Regions from separate parts of the Hordeum vulgare genome. Here region 1 is linked to region 2. The links are chromatin contacts, called in public Hi-C maps. All regions are on one chromosome and are shown on one strand. The core of a region is the stretch at or near the end of the contact, and the rest is flanking DNA. Distances in the headings are between cores, read along the strand shown. Region 1 has its middle 100 kb from the start of LOC123428881. Region 2 holds the start of LOC123428881 (protein ACTIVITY OF BC1 COMPLEX KINASE 3, chloroplastic).

Evidence for each region. Hi-C and Micro-C count contacts between places; a contact is called where the count stands out from the background.
Region 1: a contact with region 2 is called in a Hi-C map of seedling, with 3 times the contacts expected there. The contact joins the enhancer-like site here to the promoter of LOC123428881 in region 2. A contact is called at or near these places in 2 of 6 Hi-C or Micro-C datasets (leaf and seedling).

The regions. Positions count from the first base shown.
Region 1 is chr1H:212,532,509-212,539,374 of MorexV3_pseudomolecules_assembly, forward strand. No RefSeq gene overlaps it. Among protein-coding and RNA genes, the nearest start is that of LOC123428881, 100 kb to the left of the region's middle. Within about 2 kb of position 2,478, at least 3 of the 3 cell types and tissues checked have open chromatin away from gene starts, as enhancers often do. A contact at or near this core is called in leaf and seedling, where this site is marked.
Region 2 is chr1H:212,433,121-212,440,775 of MorexV3_pseudomolecules_assembly, forward strand. It overlaps LOC123428881 (protein ACTIVITY OF BC1 COMPLEX KINASE 3, chloroplastic), which reads right to left and starts at 2,373. Exons shown (of 7, transcript XM_045112993.1): 1 at 1,904-2,373; 2 at 1,557-1,790. The coding sequence starts at 2,215.

The DNA.
Region 1 (6,866 bases), core at 1,228-3,727, 99 kb after region 2:
CAAAATCACTTATATGTCAAATCAGTGCGAGATTTGGCATTTTCCAATTCCGGATATATTCCAAATAGGAAATACCACACAAACAAAAACAATATCAACACAGATTAATATGACAGGGGGTTCCACTGGTCATAGACACGAGGGCCCCCTCAGTGCATGACATGTGGGCCCTGTGGCCCACTTGTTATTGGCACACTAGAACAACTAACGAAGGAAATTAAAAGAGGGAGTAGTACTTGCATGTATACAACTACCACAAAACAGAAAAGAAAATCTACTCTAAATCCTAAATCACTTATATGTCAAATCGGTGCCAGATTTGGCATATTCCAATTCTGGATATATTCGAAATATGAAATACCACACAAACAAAAACAATATCAACATAGATTAATGTGACAGGGGGTCCCACTGGTTATAGACACGAGGGCCCCCTCAGTGCATGACATGTGGGCCCTGTGGCCCACTTGTTAGTGGCACACTAGAGCAACTAACGGAGGAAATTAAAAGAGGGAGCAGTACTTGCATGTATACAACTACCACAAAACAGAAAAGAAAAACTACTCTAAATCCTAAATCACTTAGGGTGCCAGATTTGGCAATATTCCAATTCTGGATATATTCCAAATAGAAAATACCACACAAACAAAAACAATATCAACACAGATTAATATGACAAGGGGGTCCCACTGGTCATAGACACGAGCCCCCCTAAATGCATGACATGTGGGCCCTGTGGCCCACTTGTTAGTGGCACACTAGAGCAACTAGAGAGGAAATTAAAAGAGGGAGTAGTACTTGCATGTATACAACTACCACAAAACAGAAAAGAAAAACTACTCTAAATTCAAAATCACTTATATGTCAAATCAGTGCGAGATTTGGCATTTTCCAATTCCGGATATATTCCAAATAGGAAATACCACACAAACAAAAACAATATCAACACAGATTAATATGACAGGGGGTTCCACTGGTCATAGACACGAGGGCCCCCTCAGTGCATGACATGTGGGCCCTGTGGCCCACTTGTTAGTGGCACACTAGAACAACTAACGAAGGAAATTAAAAGAGGGAGTAGTACTTGCATGTATACAACTACCACAAAACAGAAAAGAAAATCTACTCTAAATCCTAAATCACTTATATGTCAAATCGGTGCCAGATTTGGCATATTCCAATTCTGGATATATTCGAAATATGAAATACCACACAAACAAAAACAATATCAACATAGATTAATGTGACAGGGGGGTCCCACTGGTCATAGACACGAGGGCCCCCTCAGTGCATGACATGTGGGCCCTGTGGCCCACTTGTTAGTGGCACACTAGAGCAACTAACGGAGGAAATTAAAAGAGGGAGCAGTACTTGCATGTATACAACTACCACAAAACAGAAAAGAAAAACTACTCTAAATCCTAAATCACTTAGGGTGCCAGATTTGGCAATATTCCAATTCTGGATATATTCCAAATAGAAAATACCACACAAACAAAAACAATATCAACACAGATTAATATGACAGGGGGGTCCCACTGGTCATAGACACGAGGCCCCCTCAGTGCATGACATGTGGGCCCTGTGGCCCACTTGTTAGTGGCACACTAGAGCAACTAGAGAGGAAATTAAAAGAGGGAGTAGTACTTGCATGTATACAACTACCACAAAACAGAAAAGAAAAACTACTCTAAATCCTAAATCACTTAGATGTCAAATCGGTGTCAGATTTGGCATATTCCAATTTTGGATATATTCCAAATAGAAAATACCATACAAACAAAAATAATATCAACACAGATTAATATGGTCATAGACACGAGGCCCCCTCAGTGCATGACATGTGGGCCCTGTGGCCCACTTGTTAGTGGCACACTAGAGCAACTAGAGAGGAAATTAAAAGAGGGAGTAGTACTTGCATGTATACAACTACCACAAAACAGAAAAGAAAAACTACTCTAAATCCTAAATCACTTAGATGTCAAATTGGTGTCAGATTTGGCATATTCCAATTCTGGATATATTCCAAATAGAAAATACCATACAAACAAAAATAATATCAACACAGATTAATATGGTCATAGATACGAGGCCCCCTCAGTGCATGACATTAAAATAGGGTGTAGTGGGGGTCGAAGCGGTCGAAGCCACCACGTCTCTGTACACAACAGAGGGAAGCACCACTGAGCTAGGGTCGATTAGCTGTGCTAACAGGGAGTATATACTTAATAAAAAGGGCGTGCGAGGAGCTCGAACCCTTAACGACATTCGCTGTGGCTGTCGCTCGGATAGGCTGCATGTACTTGCCAGTACAGAGGCATCAAACGAGGTAAATAAACCACACCACTAACACACCAAAGGAAAAATGCAGTAAAGGAAAAGCGGGTATCGAACCCGTGACATCTTGGCCACTGCTTAGTGCTGGAACCAGCTGGGCTACTCAGGTGGATATACCGAATGAGGGGATCCACCTAAGACAATATGTCAAAAGGAGGTGCCTTCTCTGTTTAATAGAGATGCACCAGCGACGAACTACTGGTGCAAACACACACTCACGCCGGCGGCTACGCGGGGATCCGCTCGGAGGGTTACGCAGAGTTACGACGCTACGCTACGCGGCTACGAAGCAGACGACATCTCCGTGGCCTATGCAACATGCATGCATACACGCGGCTGCGCGCGAGCGGTTACGGCTACGCGGCTCACTGGTGCAACTCCGGCGGCTCTTCGATCTAACGCGGCGACGGATCGCAGAGAGGCAAGGGGGAGAGCAGATGAGGCGCGCTCACCCAGGGTGGAGAGAAGAGGGGCTCGCGTGTTGGAGAGGTACGGGCAGTGTCGATGATGATGTGGTGCAGAAGAGGTCGCCGGAGGTGGAATAATAGTCGGTCGTCGGGGACGTCGAGGTAGTCGTTCCTGGCGTCCGATCTTCACGGGAACGGGACACCCTTGATGTCCGCGTGCTCTTGGTGCAGTCGGGGAAGAAGAATACGGCGTCCTACGCCGGCGATGAGCTTGAGCAGGGCCTATCCATGGCGTTGGTGGTGGTGCTCGGGGGCTCGCCCTCACGCCCTGACGGCGCTAGGTGGGATAGGAGGAGGGAAATGGTGAGGCTAGGGTTTAGAGAGGCTAGGGCTGCTATATAGCTCGAACCCTGAGCTCCCGGACGTCTGATTGAGAGAGGAGAGCGATCGGTGGTGGTGCTAGCGTTCATACAGTGCTGACGCACACGAGGAGGAAGGTGTCGCCGGCATGGATGTGGGCCAAAATCGAACAACAGTTGGGCCGACTACTCTCCCACTATGCATAACACTTTTGCAAAATAAAAATAGCAGGGCTTTTGAATAATTACTGGGGCTGACAGGAAAATGTTTTGAGGAAAATAAAAATACATTTGGTTTGCCAAAAATATGCCACAATTTATAAAAATACATTGGGCATTTTTAGCAGAGCAAAAATAAATAACTTTTATTTAAAATAAGGCTCTGTTTAAATTTAAACCAAAAGGGAAATAAAATAAAACCTGAGGGGGTGCACACCACTTTTAACAATATAATTTTTCAAAGGGAAGGAACATTTTTATGGAGGCAAAACAGAAACTTGTAAATCTGCCACAAAATAAAAGAAAGAAGGGTTTTAGGTGCTATGTTGCAACAAGAGGGTTTTGAGTTGGATCTTGTTGCACCCAATTATATTTGAAACACCAAGTCACATACACACATTGCACTCACACTTACAAACACCAAGGTGCATCACAAAACAAAGATGAATGATGTTATGCATGATGCCATGATGCAAGAGATAATGAAGGCAAGATCAATCATATTCCACCTCTGAGAAAACATAACAGGTTGCCATACAAGGAAAATATACAAAAGGGGGAAGGTATTGCATTGGGGCTATTACACGGGGTTTATACCATCATGTGACTACCCAAAGGTGTAGGATTCATACCACTGTCTAGCGTAAACTTTTGGGTAACAAAAGGATGTGAAGCACCACAATCAAACAGAACTATTGTCGGGGTTGAGTTGACAAGGAACGTACCAAGTATAACGTTCGGGTCTTCTTGCGATGACGTGGTTCACATGAGCTTTGCCATTGTTGGTATGGTTGCGGGGAGCTTGGTTTGTGGGTGGCGCTCCACGACTTTGTCCTTGATTTGGCGCATTGGGGTGCAGTGCGTCAGGCTTCTTGTCGGGGCACGACATCGAGTAGTGCCCTGGTTGACCACAACCAAAACAAGTGACTTGGCCTGAGTTGTTGTTGTTGCCACCATTGTTGTTGGGGTTGTTGTATGCCATCCTGGGGTTGTCATACTGCTCAGGCTGATAGCTCGGGCGAGGTGTAAGAGTCTTGGCCTATTAAGGCCGGTAGCTTGTCTTTGCCGGGGCTGGTTGCGAGGGGCGAGTCTTCTAGTTGCTGGAACTACCGTTGTTGATCATCTTGCGCTTGCTTGTGTCTTCCATGGCACGAGGCTTGTCTTCAAGCATAAGGGCCTTGTTCACTAGCTCGAAGAAAAGTCCGGGAGTCCTAGACAACAAGTTGATACTGCAGTGATTGTTGGAGTCCTTCCATGAAGCGTTCTATCTTGGCTACCTTGGTGTTGACATCATCAGACACATATCTTGACAACAGGTTGAACTTCTGTAGGTACTCCTTGACACAACCACTTCCTTGCTTCAGCACTCAAAATTCCCACTTCCTGATAGCTATAATCCCAGAAGGGATGTGGGCGGTGCAAAATCCTTGCTTGAAATCATCCCAGGTGATAACACGCTCGCTTTGCATGACCTTGAGTCCATCCCACCAAGCTCTGGTAGTACCTCCAAGGCAGTGTGTCGGTGTACTGAAGACTGGGGTCTCCTGTGCCCCAGACTTGTGCACGGGCGTCGGCAACCCCTTTGACGGCAAGGCACGACGAAGGCTGGCAGGAAGATTGATCCCCAAGCTTACCACGGCCACACCCCTACAAGGGTGTGAGGAAAAAGTCTAAGCTACAAGCCTCGGCAAGCCCTTCTTGCCGGGAAGACATCCAAGGCCCCGGCAAGCCTTTCTTGCCGGGAGGATATCCAAGGCTCCGGCAAGTCCTCCTTGCGGGGAAGATAGACAAGGCCCCGACAAGCCTTCCTTGCCGAGAAGGTAGACTAGGCCACTGACGAGGGCACCAGCCCGGCAAGCCCCCTTCGCCCGACGGGTGTTCCCTCCCGCCACAGTGCCACCGACTACCACAGCGCCAACACATCCCTCATGCGCCATCACAACACCTAGGTGTCGAAACACCTGGGTACGTGTCGATACCATCGTGATGCAGGTCAGGAGACTGACGAAGCATTTACTGCCCCTAACACCGCGGTAGATGGATAACAGTGAACCCTGTTCACTGTGCAGCTCGTGAACCCACTGTTGAGCAATGTTGGTGACCCCTTTGCCTATAAAAGTAGGCCCAAGGCTCAGTTCTAAGGGGTTTTATTAGACACTAAAGGGGTTAGACACATTGGGCATTGGCTAGTAAGCAATCACTGTAGCAAGTAATCCTACAGCAAACACCTACTACGACAAACAAGGTAGGAGTAGGGTTTTACGCACTAAGCGGCCCGAACCTGGGTAAAAAAATGCTCGGGGGCGGATCGCCAGCCTTGCCCTTGGCGCTTACGCCCCTCCCCTTCTCGTGCCCAAGGGATCCGCGGAGGTTCCCATAGGTGTAGTTCCCGACATCTCTAGCACGCCAGGTAGGGGGTCAGAACATTTGTGTTAATATGAGAAAGCTCTGCACCGGATTTCTAGAAGTTGAGCGCACCATCGCAGTTCCCTGAAGCGGGACACAACGATGGTTGCTCCACTCTGTTATGGCCTCCTAGCGCCTGCGCGGGCGCGCTGCTACGCAAGCGCATGCCAAGGAAGCGGAGACTCCAAGTTCGATGCCATCAAGATGATGTGCCGCTCCAGGACCGTACATTGTTGTCGAGGGTGTGCCTGGGAGCTTCGGCGAGGCCTCCGGTGCATACTCCGGCGGACGTACCTCTCCAGAGTGATGCATAGCCGTCGAGGATGCGCCAACAGGTCCCGAAGCCCCATCAGGCACTCCAACGAAAACGTTTTCTTCCATGGAAGTGTCGCGTCGCCGCCAAAGATGTACTCGGGGGCTCCATCAACACGACCTGGCAAAAGAGAAAAATGAGTTACACCCTGGAAAACCCCTTTCCTATGCGATGGTCAAAGACTATCAGTAAGAACCTTGTCGGCGAGGAGGTTGCCGGGGGGGGTGTAACATCCTGCTTGCCGGGGATCTGAGGCCCCGACAAAAGATTGAAACATCGAGAAGATCTGTCGCGGCACGACAGATAAGTGAAAAAAACTCTAGATGAGATTTTTGAGTAGATAAATTGTTTCCCTTCTAGAGATCCCGATCTTTGTACGAGAAACCTGCGCGCAGAGGAACCTTGCTTGGATCAGTGCACTTTGGTTCTGTTTCGAACTCATTCAACGACCTGAACGACCACAGAGCGCCTTCACACTGTTTCGAACTTGCTCAACAGGCCAAGCGGCTACGCAACACCTTATTTTGCCTCAAGCCGTGCTCGACGATTTAAACGGTTGCACCGAGTGCGGCAAGAAGTCTTGCTGGTAACGACCTCTCGCATGAACTGCTAAGGATCCATTCCTCAAAGCACTAGTGGCAAGACCAGTCTAGCTGGCAAGCTTCCGGAAAACGCAAAGGATGTACCATACAAAAAGGGGGATCAGACAAAAGGGAAGCAATATTCATTCATTTGTTTGAGACGAACTCAGACATATTACATGGATGGATTTTACTACTCTAGCCTATGGTACTATCATTGGCGAGGGACAATGCCTGCCGGACA
Region 2 (7,655 bases), core at 1,123-3,622:
TGGTAATATTTGTTCAAAACAGGGGTGTGACCACCATCTCTTGCTGTTGCAGGTGTTCCCATAGCACTCACATGATCTGTTCTCTGTTGATTGTCATACCCAGGAGGAAAAGTTTGCCTATGTACCTTCAGAGGTGGTAACTGTTGTGTCTGAATCTCTTCCAGCTGTTTGGTTTTTTCCTTTTCCAACTCCAACTGCTTCCTCAAGAATTCCTTTCTCAACTGTTGCTCTTGTATATCTTCTTGGTGCAGAGTAGGGGAACGAGCTGTCTGACTAGAACTGGCTATATTAGTGACTCCTCCAATTTGTCCCCCAGGTGGAATCAAGGTTTGCAAAGACTGACTGATAGCTGACAACTGTTTACTCAGATCTAAGACTGCTTTCTCAATACTGCCCACATGTGTTGAGATGTCACCTTGCTTGGAATCGATGGAATGCATGTCTTCCTGCAACTTGGACACATCACTGCGCAGGCTAGCATTGTCCTTTTGCAGAACACCGAATTCATCCCTTAAGGACAAGATTTCTTGCACATCAGCTTCATCTAAAGCTGCTTTGCGTCCCATCGCCTCGATCTAAGTCACAGGTTAGGAATTTTACCACTGGATAATCAGCAACCCTTCCAGACAACTCAGATCCTGCCGCCGCCTAGATCCACGCCTCCAAAAGCATACAAATCAGCGCAAGGACCTGGAATTTTACCGATCAAACAATTTGTTCGATCAACCACTCCTGCTCGACTGATCTATGCCCGAACAAAACACCGCCACCAGCGCCACCAGAAAACTAACAGGACTCGAACACCGCCGCCAACGCCGCCATAACTATGCCGATCGTCCACTATGGGGTGGGAAAAGGGTGGGAAAGGGGTGGGACTCGTGGATCGGGGAACGAATTATGTCACTCCATCACCTTGTGGCTGAGGATCGCCTGCATTTGATACCAATTATGTCATGACCTGATGAACTATAGAGATGTATTTAGGAAGGAAAGGGGAAAGTTCTCCCGAGCTAACGTATATTCCCAGTATATGCTTGTTCTCAGACAAGGAAGAAGATCAATTCATGTCCAGCTAGCCACATCCCGGCAGCTATTAATAGGCTCAAAGGTTTTACCGAAAAGGGGTAAGAAATGCTACAGCCCGACAATGGACTTACTACAGTAAATATCCTACGGCTCTCGACGAAGCGGTACGCGAGGAGAGGGTCTGCACCGTTGGATAACTGAACTTAACTGGACTCTGTTTCTGCACTTGTGCTGAGCCTGACAACCGACGCCACCACCTCTCTCTCTGCCGTCATCACCGTCGCCCCTCTGCGATGGCGTCAGGTTCGGGGTCCTCGAGCCAAGGAGTAGGTATAACTCCCATCTTCTACTCTCTACTAGCAGAAGATCAAACCGATCCGATCCAAAGTATTCTATCAAACATTTCTATCTTAAAAGAACGTACACAGGGATTAACCATATCTGACCGGAGAAAGCAAGAATTATTCAGTATTTTCACAACAATAATTTCGTATCATGAGCACTAAGCACTGGCAAGAAAGAAGGTCCACCTGCAGCTCGGAGAGCTCCTCAAGATACTCAGTCGGGCAGAGATCAGGCCGCGTGGACAACCCCTGTCCAATCTTGACGAACGTCGGGCCAAGCCTTGTCAGTATGGTTCGCAGCTCGACCGCCCTGGCACGCCTCTTCGCTGATGAGGACGACTCCCCCCTCTGCTGGTCGAGCAGCAGCGTTAGCCCGAATGCCCCCAGCTTCGAGAGCACCTCCGCCGCTCTCAGCGCCACCTAATTACACAGCAGGCAATCCACACCATGTATGTCAGATTCTGAGAGCCTCGGATGCTACCCTTAGCTAGATCGAGGTTAAAGAATGCTTGGAGATTGAGTCCAGGGTTTGCCTGGAAAGGTTGGGAGCCGTAGCGGGAGGCGAGTAGCTCGGGGGTGTAGACGGTGGCGGCAGCGGCTCGGGTCATGGCGCGGGACTCGGCCTGCAGGTCATCTGCCCGGTCGCGGGCGAGGGAGGGTACTACGGGAGGCGAGGAGCGCGGGGAAGGGCGGGGAGAGAGCTGGATGGAGAGGTCGGGGGACGGGGGCGCCGCAGTGGAGGCGGCGCGGAGGGACGGGCGGCGGCGGAGGCGGCGCAGCCCGCGGCGCGGGTACGACGGAAGAGAGAAGGACACGGCGGCCGTCGCTGACGTGGAGGCCGCCATGGCCGCCGGAGGAAGGGGTGCGGACTGCGGAGATGGGAGGTCAGGCTTTGTGCGCGTCGGCAGCACCGCGTGTTTATTACGGTAGAGTCCCACCTCGCTTGGCTTCTTACGGAGGAGGTTTGATTTGCGCCACAGAGAACGCGAGGAGACGGGTAGCGTCCACGGCACTTTCTTTTTGGGAAACACTTCCCTACAAAAGTCTGGTCTCGTCGGGAAACCATCTGTCACACTCGTCGGGAAAAGTTTATGTGTATTTAATCTCACTGCTCAGAGATGCCCTTAGGCTGGTCATGATGGAGAATAGATGACCTTATTTATTAACATGCGTGACACATAGTAGACTAACATTTAACATGTTACGGTATCTATTTATGTTACTCTAACATTTTCTCTCTCTTCTTTAATTGTCTGCCACATCAGCATGTTTGTTAGTTTCAAGTACATGATACTAGTACCTAAGTTACTCTTACTATAGCTAGCCTTAAATCAAGCCTCATATTAACTATCTGATTTATTGGTCCACACCCTATAATCTCTCCGTGAATTAACTCTCTTCATCTCTCATGTCCATTCCATACACGTCACCGAGATTGCCATACGAGTCGACGCTTTTCCTCTATCGCCCAGCACGAGTTTTTTTTACCCATAGATCTGAGGCCTCCGTTCCACCTGGTCGTTACGCCATCTTGTCCGGCGACTGCGCAGGGACTGACCCGCCACCTCCTCACCGAGGAGCTTGTAACCTCCCTCGTCACGAGCCTTTACTCTGTTAGGATTGGGCCATATTCCACCTGCAGTTTTGGCGTCTGATCCACCTCGCCCGAGGGTCGTCTCAGGATGGAAAAGAGGCTAGCTGGGATAAGCTCTTACACCATGCAGGGCACAGGTGAAAGTGCATGCTATGCCACTAATCGACTTTTGGTGTTAATGACAACACATACATAGGAAACTAATCCTATTTGTTGAGTGTATCTCAGGATGGCAAGTAATTTAGTAGATTGAGAATTATGTGCCAAAGGTGGTCTGAGAAGATCGGGATTTATATGTCAAGAAGGCTCGGGATTGATAAAAGATGATGTAGACTATCCTTTTGAGTTTACTATTATTGAGTATAGGGATCCCACACTATTAAGAGGGGATCACACGTTTTGCGATGAACTTGCTCATACCACATCTTCACTATCCTGCTCAATACCACATATTCTCTACTCTGCTCCTATCTCAAAACAGGTCTATTGCCTCGGACTTCCGGCTCCCTCCGGACATCCGAGGGCCGAACGTCCGACACGCTTCGGAAATACGAAGCTCTCCACCAGAAGAATTTGAGTCATATAACTCGGATTTCCGGCTCCCTCCGGACATCCGAGGGCCGGAAGACCGACCTGCTTCGGAAATCCGGAGCCCTGCACCAGAAGAACGTGAGCTCTATAACTCGGATTTCCGGCTCCCTCCGGACGTCCGAGGGCCGGACGTCCGTCCCCTTTCGGAAATCCGGAACCTCCCACCAGAAGAAGTTAAGTCAAATAACTCGGATTTCCGGCCTTCTCCGGACGTCCGGTCGTTGTTCAATTCACAGTGTTTCCAGTCATATCTATAGCCCTCGGACGACCGACCCTTGTCGGACGTCCAACCCCTTGCGGACGCCCGGACTTCTGTAAACCGCCGGACGTCCGGACCCTGTGTGACTTAAAGTGTCCCCAACGACTGTTTTACACTCCCCACTATATATACCCCTCTCCCACTTGGTGAGAGGGTGTTCAACACAGCTAGAACACATCCAAGAACACCTTTCTTCTCACTCACTCTTGTCTACACCAAATCTTAGATCCCAAGAGCATTTGTGAGTCCCTTTGAGTGTTGTTCCAATCAAAAGATAGATCGTCTCCCTCTCCTCCTTCCCACCAAGGTGATTTGTGATCTGAAGAAGTTTTGAGCAATCCCCGTGATCTTGTTACTCTTGGAGGTTGGAGACTCCTAGGCGGTAGGAGTCTTCAGAGAGGAATCAAACCATTGTGATTTCCCCGGAAAGTTTGTGAAGGTTTGGAAGCCACCTCAAGGCTTACCACTAGTGGTTGAGAAACGCATTCGTGGAGTTATCTCAAAGGGAGAATAGGGTGAGCCTTCGTGGCGTTGGTGTGCCTTCGTGGTAACATCCGCCCCTCTAACGGTGACGTAGCTTCCCTCCAAGGAAGTGAACATCGGGATACATCCTTGTCTCTCTTGGAGTTTCGGTTATTCCTAACCCTAACTCTCTACTTGTGTTAATCCTTATTACGTACTTGTATTTGATTGTTGTTTACCGCTTGCCTTACTTCACTCTAAATAGCTTACTCCTTGTCGTAGCAATTATTAGGCCTACACTCATATTCCGCACTTTTGCCTAAAATTGCTAAGTAATTATTAAAATTTGGAACTGTACCTATTCACCCCCCTCTAGGTCCATCTCGATCCTTTTCAATTGGTATCAGATCCTCGTGCTCTATTCTTGTGGCTTAACCGCCCTAGAGCGAGATGGACGGGGTTCCAGCTACGGTAGCTCTAGTGCAAAGGGACGGGACTTCCACGGAAGTAAAGTCTTTCACCTCTAAGGACCTGGAACGGGCCCTTGCCAATCAAAAAGAGGAGCATGATGCTTCTATTGAGGCCATGGTCCAAATGAGACTGGCATCACTAACCACGGGGACAACCACGTCCCCGAGGGCCTCACGGCCACATGTGCACGGTTCTTCATTTGGCCAACAACCTCCGGAAAGGAACCAAACCAGTGTTCCATGGCTTTATGCTAGATCTCAAATTGAGAAACCTAAGTACAATCCTGGAGGAAAACCTTCCTTGCTTGATGACAATTCCGATTTTGCTTTATGGAGAGTTGGTATGCAGGATCATCTTATGTACGCCAATGATGAGATGTTGGACATCCTCGAGCATGGGTACAATCCTGTAGATCCAAGGTGCCTCACTCCCAGAGAAACTTATGACAAGCATCTCAATGATACTACGATCATGTGCATAAGAAAAGGAATGAATGACAAGCAACGGAGACCTTACATTCACATCACAAGTGCCAAGGAACCGTGGGATAGCATTATAAGGACCAAGACCGGTACCTCCACTCTTCGGCTTGCTCAATATGAAATTGCCAAGGGGCAATTACAGAATTTTTGTATGGAAAAGGGTGAATCTCCCAAGCAACTGCTAGAACGGCTCATGACTCTCGCCGCAGACATTGAGTCATGTGACTGTGACAAGACGCGAGATGGTTTCAATCTGACCAAGAGATTCCTCGTGGACAAGTTACTTCATGCTCTTGCTCCGTATCACCATCAAATGGTATGGGACATGAGGCAGCACCATGGGTTCAAAGAAATGACTCCAGATGACATCATATCCACTTTCCAATTATTTGAAGAGTCAAAGGCAAATGCAACAAAGCACCTTGCCATGCATGGCACTTCAACATCAAAGATCAATCTTGCTTTGAAAGCCAAGCATGAATGTGACGAAGAAGAAAGTGAAGAAGAAGAGGGTGATGATGACTGCGAAGATGGTGATGATGTTGACTCTGATGAAAGCCCATCTTATGAGGACATTGCTCTCTTTGTAAAGAAGTTCAGTGCAGGAAAATTCAAGGGAAGATTCCCAAAGAAGAAGGTAAGGAAATGCTACAACTGTGAGGAAACCAACCACTTCTCCAATGACTGCCCTTATGAGAAGAGAGAAGACAAACCAAGGTTTCCAAAGACCTTTGTAAAGAAGAAGTTGCCAAACCCTATGAACTCCAAGCTCAAGAGGACAGATGGAAGAGCAATGGTTGCACAAGAAGAATCAGATCCAGAAGATGTTGGTGAGGTTGCCGGGGTAGCTCAGGATACACAAAACACCTTGAGGCTAGTCAACAAAAGTGGTGATGTTGTTCACTACAACTATATGAAGGACTACAAGGGCAACGCTCACAAGTGTTTGATGGCAAAGACAGCCATGGGAGATGAGGAAGACCAAAGCTCCCATGATAAGGTTAAGGTAACTCCACGGTTAAACTCCTTCAGTCTAGCTTCTACCCCATCTGATGAGTATCTTGATGCGGAAGATCACTATGAGGATAATGACTTAGATCATCCCATGTTTGCTAAAATAAACAAATTTATGTGCTCTCTTAAAGGAAAGAAGCTCATTATGTTTCGCATACTTATGGAAATGGTGAGTAAGCACACCAATACCATCAAGGAACTCGAAACCCTCGTCACTGAGGAGAAGGAAAGAAATGAAATCCTTGAGCAGAAAGTCATGTATGATGAAGCACAAAATGATGCATTATGCTCAAAAGTAGGTGAAAACCTTGATAAACATGCTAATGATCTTGCCTCCTTGAAAAAGGTTGAATCTGTGTGCAAAGAGTTACTAAATGATAAAAACCGACTAGTGAACTCTCATGCTTCCCTTTCTAAGGACTGTGAGCATCTATCCTTGTCTCTCAAAGACAAGGAAGAGAAACTCACTGTTCTTACAAAGAGCTTTGAGGCACTCAAGGTTACTTATCTTGACACTTTAGCTAAGGCCTACTCCTCACCTATTATTAATGTTGATACCTGCACTACTAACTCTAGTAGTGAACTGACATCTATCCTTGAGGAAAAATGTTCGCTAAAGGCACAGCTAGACAGAGGTCTCATGACATGTGCACAAGGACAAAAGACTCTCAATGAGATCTTAAGTCGACACAATGGAGGCCTTGCCAAGGAAGGGCTTCGGTTCAACCCAAGCACCGCCAAGAAAAGTGCATATCCTCTCAAGTGTACCACTCCGCTTAAAGAAATATTTGTACGAGAGGGACACAAGGAGAAAGGTAAGGTTGTGAGTGGGTCGGCCACTAGGGGTTCGCCTACTCACAACAAGACAACCGAATTCATGCCTCCATCCTATGTACTACGCAAATCAAAGGAAGGAGAGGTTTATGCTAAATTCGTTGGTCCCCGTAATGCATTCCGATTCTATGCTATTTGGGTCCCTAAGAGTCTTGTAACTAATGTGAAAGGCCCCATGACGAAATGGGTACCTCAAACCAAGTCTTAATTCGTTACAGGCTGTTTTCTCCGGAGGAGCCAAATGGGTGATCGACAGTGGATGCACCAATCATATGACCGGAGATAGTAACTTGCTCTATGACTTCATGCAAGCCATTCGACCATACATGAGCATTGTATTTGGTGGAGGGTCGAAAGGACAGGTAATTGGGTTGGGCAAGGTGCAATCACTAATGACATGTCTATTGCAAATGTCATGCTTGTCCAATCCCTTCAATATCATTTACTTTCAGTTCGTCAATTGGCTTCCGTTGGTTATGACACATTATTCGGACTAACGGATGTGAAAGTCTTTAAGAGAGACACTCTCGAAGTGGCCTTTGTTGGAGATTTGGATGTCAACCTTTACACGGTTGATT